2 separate regions of the Sus scrofa genome follow, and region 1 is linked to region 2. A link is a contact called in public HiChIP or PLAC-seq data. All regions are on one chromosome and are shown on one strand. The core of a region is the stretch at or near the end of the contact, and the rest is flanking DNA. Distances in the headings are between cores, read along the strand shown.

The links. HiChIP or PLAC-seq counts read pairs in DNA pulled down with a chosen protein or histone mark.
Region 1: an H3K27ac HiChIP or PLAC-seq map of skeletal muscle shows a contact between it and region 2. The contact joins the promoter of SMPD4 here to the promoter of LRRC74B in region 2. A contact is called at or near these places in 2 of 5 promoter capture datasets (fetal skeletal muscle and liver), 2 of 47 Hi-C or Micro-C datasets (liver and skeletal muscle) and 1 of 2 datasets of contacts at active chromatin or transcription factors (skeletal muscle).

The regions. Positions count from the first base shown.
Region 1 is chr14:50,660,438-50,665,203 of Sscrofa11.1, reverse strand. It overlaps SMPD4 (sphingomyelin phosphodiesterase 4), which reads right to left and starts at 1,716. Exons shown (of 19, transcript XM_001929589.6): 1 at 441-1,716. The coding sequence starts at 515. It overlaps LOC100153925 (mitotic-spindle organizing protein 2B), which reads left to right and starts at 655. Exons shown (of 3, transcript XM_001929600.2): 1 at 655-1,144; 2 at 1,237-1,385. The coding sequence starts at 981.
Region 2 is chr14:50,620,365-50,624,637 of Sscrofa11.1, reverse strand. It overlaps LRRC74B (leucine-rich repeat-containing protein 74B), which reads left to right and starts at 1,271. Exons shown (of 9, transcript XM_013983197.2): 1 at 1,271-1,701; 2 at 2,263-2,405; 3 at 2,814-2,946; 4 at 3,738-3,944. The coding sequence starts at 1,287. The region is part of intron 2 of P2RX6 (P2X purinoceptor 6); the gene reads right to left.

The sequences.
Region 1 (4,766 bases), core at 467-2,966, 40 kb before region 2:
GGTTTCAGGGTTCCTCCTGGGACCCGCAGCGCCAGTAGCGCCAGTCTTGCCAGGGCCTCCCTCTGCCCGCGCGCTGGAAGAAAGGCGTGCTCCCATCTGCTGCTCATGACAAGGGAGCATCTGGGCCCTCATGTCACAGACAAGGAACCCAAGTCTCCGCAAAGCCAGTCCACACGGGGAGGAAAGATAGAGCCGGGATCCACCCCTGCTCTCTCCACACCGCTCGCTGAGCCGCAGGCTCTCCCCGCTCCACTTCGTTCAGCGAACGTTAACCGAGCGCCCACAAGGTCGGGGCGCGCGGGAAGGCGCAGCTGGGCCCCGGCTCCCGGCCGGCCCAGCCCGAGGCCCGGGGCTCGCGTAGGAACGGAGACGGCTCGGGCAGAGGGTCTAGGTGGCCGCCAGGTAATTGGGATAGACCACGCGCGACTCCCGCCACTCACCTGAGAGACCCACAGGGTCGCTCGCTTTAGGGATGGAGGCCGCCATTCGGCGAACCGGCGCCGAAATGTCGTCATCAAGCTGCGCGTGGCGTCACCTCCCCTTTACAAACGGGAAAAGCGCCGCTTTCTCTTTGGGCTGCTTCTTTAAAAGGCGCGTGCGCAAAGTGTAGTCCCGTGGGTTTATGGGACCGCAAGGGGGCGCCCACCTAGGAAAAGAGCGCGCGTGCACGTAAGGCCTGTGCGTTACTGCCTAGAGGCGCGCCTCCTACCGGACCCGGCGCGAAACAGTACACTCTGGGTCCAACGGGCATTTATTGATCGCCCACGGTATGCCAGCGTGAGATACTCTGGATGCCGTCACCGCCGTGAGAGCGTAGAGAAGACCAGTCGCCGAAGAGCGGGTCTCCTTCCAACGCCCGGCGCCGCCCGGGCCCGGATCTGAGCGCCGGATGGCAGGGGAGCTGCTGGGAGAGGAGGGCGCGGCGGGCCGGTAGGGGGCGCGGCGGGGCTGTACCGGGTGGGGGACCCAGCCGCAAGCAGATGGCGGCGCCAGGCGCGGGGCCCGGGCCGGGGGCGCCACCAGGGCTGGAAGCGGCCCTACAGAAGCTGGCGCTGCGGCGGAAGAAGGTGCTGAGCGCCGAGGAGACGGAGCTGTTCGAGCTGGCTCAGGCTGCGGGCGGCGCCATGGACCCCGAAGTGTTCAAGTGAGCGCGCGGCGGAGTCGGGTTTCGGGGTTCCGGGGGACTGACGGCCCGGGCGAGGAAGGCTCACCGCGCGCCGGGTCTGTTCTCTCTAGGATCCTGGTGGACCTGCTAAAGCTGAACGTGGCGCCCCTCGCCGTATTCCAGATGCTGAAGTCCATGTGCGCTGGGCAGCGGCTGGCGAGCGAGCCCCAAGACCCCGTGGCCGTGCCCCTGCCCACGACCAGCGTGCCTGAGACCCGAGGTCAGAGCTGGGCCTGGGCGGCGGGTGTAGGGCGGGAGCGGGAGGTGGGCAGTGCCTGGCACATCGGGGCTTGCTTAGCCCTGAGTAGCCAGGCTTTTCTGTTGCTTTTGTCCCGGGACTGCTCCAAGGGCTGGCCCTTTGGGCTCCTGTCCCCAGCTTCAACTTTGCTACCACCTTCGAGGATGCACATCCAGATCAGGTAGATGCAGGATGGGTGGCCAAAGCAGACCAGGCCTCCTCTGGGACTTGTGTACACTGGCGTCTTGCCACCTCTGCATTCCTGTCTTCATCCCATGAACATGGAAACAAAGTGGCTTTGGTTCCTGTTCTCGTGGCACTTGTCGCCTCAACTGAAGAGACCTTCCTGCGCCCCCTTGTCTGCACCCTACCCGGCCCAAGTCCTGCCCAGGAGTCCCAACAGCTAAGCTTCCATCCTTGGGGCTGCAGATGGACCTCAGTCTGGACCGTCATGGCTGAGAAATGAGCAAGTGCTGGTGACCAGGGTGACGTGGTGGAGCTCTTACTCTCCTTGCTTGTCACTTCTGCTCCCAATTTTTAGAAACCCTCTGAAAGGCAGCAGAACCTTGGCCAGAAACACCCTGAGAAGGGGCTGATATTGGGTGGAGGGGCAGTCAGGCCCTGTGGGTGGGAGCGCCAGGGCCCCAGGCACTGTGCCCCCATTCTGAGAGGCCTTGAGTGCTGGAGTGCAGGCCTCCTCACTGATGTACACTGTCTGCTCTCTTTGTGTCTCTCTCCGACCTCCAGAGGCCTCCTTTCTCTCTGCCAAGAACTGTACCCCCCCTGCAAGGCCCTCCTTTTCCTCGGCCCGGCAGACTGCGGCCTCTCCGATTCTGCTCCACGGCCCAGCTGCCTCGCACTCGCCTCTCTCTCCAGGGCCCCCCGGTTCCCTCCGGTTCTCTTGCTGCCTGTTCTCTCCTTTTGAAGGTTGCGTTTATTAGTTTATCTCTGGGGGTTGGTGCTCTCTCCTGTTTCCACGGAAACTACCATGGCCCCCAGAAAGCTAGAGCAGCATTGAGCTGCAAGAGCAGGACCTGGCTGGCCATCCCACCATGCAGCTTAGTGACAGCAGTGATGGGCCCAACCTCCCTCTTCCCAGAGGCTAACTACCGGTATGACTTGTGTGCTCTGCGGAGGTGCCCTGGCCCCAGGGGAGGACACCTGAGGGTCGGGGAAGGGACAGTTCGCGCTGTGGAGAGTAAAGCCTGAGGTGAGAGGGACACCTGCATTCTTAGATACTGTCACCCCCTGGACTTGCTGCCTGGGAGGTCAGACCATGGGTCCCTTCTTCTCCCTGGTTCCTGAGCTGGGGGTGCCCTCCAGGCACGGTGAGGCTGGGGGCCCAGAGCCAGCTGTCTATGAGGGTGTGAGATCCCATGGGTGCCCCTCCCCATATCACCCACCTTGCTGTTCCAGGTATGCTTGGAGCTTGGGCCAGGGGAGCAGAGGAGGAGCCGAGAGGCAGGTGGACTAAAGGCGAGTTTGCAGAGGGAGGGAAAGACCAGGGCAGAGAACTTCTATTGCTGCTCCTTGGCTTAGTGACAGGGTACCAGGCCCACTCAGTGCTGAGGGCATAGTGGGGCTGCAAGGTGGACTGGCTCTTGGTCCAGTGAGGGAGATGGCCAGACAGACAGTGGCAAAGGCAGAGGACAGTGCAGCCCATCCAATTGTGGAGGACAGCACTGGCTTAGCTAGTGCAGCAAGGGCTAAGCAGGGTGGGGGCAGGGCCTGAGCTGGGGCCTGGTGGGAGGGAGAGGGAGGAGGGTTTGGGCAGCAGGTGTGTTGGGTGCAGGGCTGGGAGCACCACAGAGGGCTTGGAGGTGGCAAAGCCCCAGGCCAGGGTCAGGAGAGGCATGGGGCGCTGGGCCCCACAGAGTTGTTTCTACTTGAGGGCTCTGGCTTTGGGTCCTGCTGGTCTGGGCAGCCACCCACCCAAGTATGAGGACACAGAGCCCCTGGGGAGGTGCCCAGTGGGGATAGAGGGCAGGTGAAGGGCTGTGCAGGAAGAGGCAGAGGCCAGCCATGAGCTAGAGCTCTCTGGGGCTGCAGGTCATTGTCCACACAGACCTCTGGTCCCCTGGGTAATGGCAGGATCTGGGGTGGAAAAAGTAAGGAACCTTGTCAGAGTGAGTACTGATTGACTGGGGGGCACCTTGGTGGCCTAGGCTGCTGAGGGGTGGAATGGGAATGTTCAGGCCAGTTGGCCTTGGGCCTCCCACAAAATTAGGGTGAGGTTGCTCCAGATCAAAGGCTGGAACCCACTTAGGGGCCTGGCTGTCCAGCACAGAGAGGTTGTTTCTGCTCCGAGTACAGTGGGGTGATGCTTATCTCAGAGAGGACACAGTCTCTGAGTGAAGTTAGCTTCAGTTATGTGTTTTTTGTTGAAGTTGAGGGAAACCACACATTTTAAAAAGACCTGCAGTTCTCTTGTAGTTTAGTGGGTTACGGATCCAGCGTGGTCACTGCAGCAACCTGGGTTTGGTCCCTGGTTCTCTGGCCCAGGAATTTCCACGTGTTGTGTGTGCAGCTAAAAAAAAAAAAAAAAAAAAAAAAAAAAAAGTGCCCCAGAAAGGGGAAGGTGGAGTATGGTGTGCACACCACATGCCAGCACTGGCAGGCATTGGCACCAGATGGGAACAGACACCTCATGGATAATTTTCTTGCTGATTACAGGCTGCAATGATGTATTGGGGTCTTTCGAGTAAATTAAAGTATTGAAGTTAATTTTCTGTTTCTTTCTTTTTAATGTGGCTCCTAGAAAGTTAAGGAGCCACAAGTGGCTTGCAGCCCATTTCTGGGGCTGTGTGCCTGGCAGGATCACAGGGCACATCTACTTGGGGTCACCTCCCCAGAAGCTTGGGCTAAGTGAAGGGTTAAAGTACATGTTTGCAGTCAACACTGTGCATCAGTCTATGTGTGTACATGTTTTAGAAGTGCTGATTGAGCTCCTGCTGTGTGCTATCCACCCACCCGCCTGGCCACCAGACCCTTCCAGCTGGCCTTGCAGACAGTGGGGCTGTGGTATTTTCTTTCCCTCAGTCCTCACCCACCTGTCTCCCTGCCCTTCTGCACACAATGTGCCTTCCGTGATATTTGGCCTTGGCAGCTGGCTGGCCTGTGGCTCCAGGAGGTGGCACACCCACCCCTCAGGAGAGAGTGCTCTGGGGCTTTGAATAGTTCTTCCTGCTCAGCTCTGTGGCAGAGCTTGCAGATGGCATGAGTTGGGGGCCAGGGGGCCATTCCAAAGGTAAATGGCAGAGTAGGTCCCACTGGGTCTGGGTGGCCCCCCAGCTTCAGGAGGCCCCTGAGTCATAGGTGGCCATGGGCTGGTGCATTTGGCGGTTTTGCTTCATTAGGGGGTCG
Region 2 (4,273 bases), core at 22-2,521:
TCCCAGCCCAGCATTTGGGGCCCCACCTCCTCTCCATCTCCCACACCAGTCACCCCACACAGGCCAGGAGCCCCAGCCATGCATAGGAGAGTCGGTGCCCTTGTGGATGTCTCTCATCAGGCACCCATGGGCTTGGAGATGCCCACCACCTCCTCCTTTACCAGTTAAAACCCTCCCCTTGCCCCAGCTAAACCCAGCTCCCTCCTTAAAGATGCCCCCAACCAGGTGGAACTGGTGTCTCTACCAGGGCCTTAGTGCTCCATCTTTCACAATGTCTGGGGCCACCTCCTGCCCAGCCTGGGGGCTCCTGGTCTCTGCCTGAGCCCAGCATGGGGCTGGGAACCAGGCAAGAAAAGGATGCCAGTGGGTACCTGAGCACCTGACCTTCTCTCGTACTCCACTTGCCTCTAGACAGACAGACAGCCTTCCTTCTGTTCCCATCCTACTTGGTCCCAACCCACCCTGCTCCACTACCACAGCCCAGCCTCAGAGTCAAGCCCCCAACCCTCAGCCCAGCAGGAGCAGCCATGGTCCCTCCAGCCAACATGCCCAGGAGCCGTTCTCTTACCCCACCACGTAGACCATGACCCCCAGCTGCAGCAGCCTCTGCAGAGCGCCCACCCGCCAGTTCCGGGTCATCACGTACTTCTCCGTTTTGTAATCCAGAAGCCCCCAGCCTACCGTGGCCCCCGGCGAGCCCATGCTCCCAGCTCCTGCTGGCAGCTGGGGTGCATGAGTCAGCACAGCAGCTGCAGCCACAGCTGAACAGGAGGTAAAGCAGGCGCCAAGCTGGTCCAGGCCAGTAGCTATTAAAGGGACACTTCCACTCAGGGCAGGATTCAGCCTTCACCTCTCAGGCCCAACCCCCGGCTGCCCTGGGACTCCCATCAGCAGCAGACTCCCTCTGCCTGGCCCTTCGCTGGCAGGAAGGAGCAGTCGCTGTCCTTTGCCCGCTGACCTCACCTCCTTGGGGTGATGACAAGTGGGATGAGTACTATGAGAGGACAGCAAGGGACCAGCCCGAGCGCAGAGGAGAGGACAAAGAAAGCTTTAAGAAGCGCCCTCTGAGCTGACACTTGCAGCTCTTAAGACCAACAGGCAGCGTGGGGAAGGTATGTTCTTGGTGGAGGGACCAACATACGCGACGCTAGAGCATGAGAGCTGGGACCCACAGAGTGGGGGTTTGACTCCAGCTCCAGAGAGCAGGTGGCCGGCTCTGCAAGGCCTCCTGAGCGACGCCGCAGCGGAGCCGCCCCACCCCCAGGCTCCGGAGTGGGAAAAGGGCGATGCTGGAGCCGCCTGGAGTGGCGGGGAGAAAAGCCCGTGGCGCGCGTGCGCCAATCGGTCCTGCCTGCGAGTGGGTCAAGGTCAACGCAACCAACAACTCAGGGTTGCCCGGGCGACTGCCGCCGGGGAGGCGTTTCCATTGGCTGCCATGGTGCCTGTTCGCCACGCGCCGCATTGATTGGTCAGTGCGCGGAGGGTCAGCGACATTTATAAGCCGCGCCCGGGCGGCAGTGCGGCACACTCCTGCTCTCAGCGGCTGCCGCTGCAGAGTGGGTGTAACCATGAGGGATCCCTGCGAGGGTCCTGGGGAGAAGGAAGAGCTGGAGGAAGGGGCGGCGGCCACTGGGCATCCTGCAGAAGTCCTGGAGGCCAAGTGTTCAGACGTGGATTCGGACTCTGACCTGGAGACAGAAGGTGCCTATGGGTGGGGATCAGGCTGGGGCCGAAGTGGGCGGGAAACCCCGTCCAGCCAGCAGCGGCTCCAGCCTTGTGCCCTCTGTGCAATACTCCTGGCCACATCAGGAGTTCTACCATCACAACACACTTCCACAACGATGGGTTCAGAGGCAAAAATCCTACCAGAGAGTGTAAAAAGGGCTGTCCCACCCTGAAATGGGATCAGGGCTAGGTTTCCTCAACCCTCAGGAAAAACTAAACTCATGGATGTGTAGAAAACGTAAATTGCTGTAGTTTTCCTCCCCCATAAACTGTTCATAAAGCATGTGCGGTCTGCAGTGCAAGAGAAGACACATCATGCACTTCGGTGGAGGCAAGCAGAGTAGAGCCAGGATTAGCTACTACCAGCTGTGTGATTTGGGGGAAAGGAATTGCCTTCTCGGAGCCTCGATGTCATCACTTGTATATGTGAGCAAGAATCCCTACTAGCACAGGAAGAAATGCCTCTAGAGGAAAACAGAGGCTGGGTAGTGACAGAGGCTGAGGAGGGTTCCACCTTCATCCCTTGTCTCCCATCAGGCACCCATAAGCTTGGAGAACTGGTTAAGGATACCCTCTACCTGAGGTCTTGCCAGGCCCACAATGTCGTGCCTGCCTCCTGCTTCCTGCGCCAAGGGAGCGCCCCAGAGCTCAACCTGCGGCACCGTGGTCTGGGTCCCCAGGTACCCCTGGAGGGACCCCAGGGGCCAGGTTTGGAGGGCGAGGACCTGGGGGGCAGTAGCCATGTGAGTGGTCCCTTTCTGAGCCCAACCCGAACACTCTGTGGCCTTGCTCTGTGCCAGGCACATCCCATCCCCCACAGTGGGTGACAGGAGGGATCAGGGCTGTGACAGAGTTTGGTACAAGGGCTGGGAGCCTGCTGGGGAGTCAGGGAAGGCTCCAGGAGCTGAGGTTTGAGTGGAGCCTAGAAGGAGAAGCAGGTGTTCCCGGGCATGTGGGAAGGGATGGGCCTTTCAGCTGGAGGACATTGAGTGGTCTGAGCCCAGAGACAGAGCCAGGGTGTGGCTAGCTGTGTCTGGGGCCTTAAGCCCTGGGAAGGGCCAGGCCCCTCAGGCCCCTCTCTGTCCCAGGGGGCCCGGGCTCTGGCTTCCTCACTGATGTCCAATCCCTACATCAAGCGGCTGGACCTTCGGGACAATGGACTCTGTGGGGCTGGCGCGGAGGCCCTGGCAGATGCTCTGAGCAAAAACAGCAGCATCAGTGGTAGGTGCTGAGCGTGGGACAGGTGGGCAGGAGCCTGCTGTGTTGCTGGGGGAGGGGACCTCATAACAGGGTAGAGAGGGTGTGGTGGAGTCAGACCCTCTGTGGCACAGCCAGTGCTGACCTATTCAGTCCCCTTTTCTGCTGGCCAGGAACCCTACATATGGTAGCCTCCCAGTCCTGAATGCAGGTGGAAGAGTCCAGCACAGAGGGGTAGGGGCCAGGCAGTGGGCAATGAGGGAGGGCTGAGGGGAGTCTCTCAAGGCTGGATGCAAATCCCGCCTCTGTCACCAAAGAGCAGGATTTCCCTGGGCAGGAAGCTCACCTTCACTGAGCCTCAGTTTCCAATTTGTGAAATGGGCCCAATAAGGCCACTTTGACCTTGGGAATGTGGGGAACATATGCTCATCAGAGTGTCTGCTTCTGTAAGAGCTCCATGCACTGCCATGGGAATGCAGCAGTGGGGGCTTCTGTGGGTGGGTTATGTGGCTCCCAGGCATGAGTCATAACTGGGGTGGTTACATCCATGTCACAGACAACCTCCAAAGCACCACAAAAGTAGGTGGTTTTAGGCCCTGATGAAGCACATGGACATATGAGGTGGGGCCTTGGGGTCTGGGAAATGGCCTGTGGCCTAGGGGGATCCAGTTGATGGGGGGCAGAGTCATCATGCCACCCTAGGACAGTCTGACTGCAAAGCCCCTTCTGCTGTCAGGCCTGGAAAGTTTGGGGGATGGGGAAGGATGGTGCCTGGCTTTGGATCCCGCTCACTGAGCAGTGGTGTTGGCCCCCAGATGTGGACCTGTCGGAGAACCAGCTGGGAGCAGTGGGAGCCCAGGCTGTCTGTGCCGCCCTGGTTATGAACCCAGCCATTCAGCGGGTTCAGCTGGCAGGGAATGGTCTGGAGGAACAAGCGGCCCAGTACCTGGCTGAACTCCTACTGGCCAACACAGGCCTGAAATCCCTGGACCTGAGCTATAACCAGCTGAATGACCAAGCAGGTAACATCTGGCCAGTGGCCAGGGCCACCATAATGGTACTCATGTACATCTTTCTGTGGCAGGGGAGGGCAGAGGTAGGCAGGCCTACTCAGAGCATCTGTGTTCTGGTTGCTGATCCCTGCCCCCACCCATGGAATTCAATCGATTCCACAGGCATCTCACTGCCCACCACCATGTGTGCTGGGTGCTGGACACCCACTTGGAATCTAGCGACGAACTAAACAAAGTCCCTGACCTCAGAGAGCACACGGTAACCAGATAATTCTCCATAATTATTAGTGCCACAAAAGAAACAAACAGGGCATGATTCTGGAAAAGAATGGGAACCC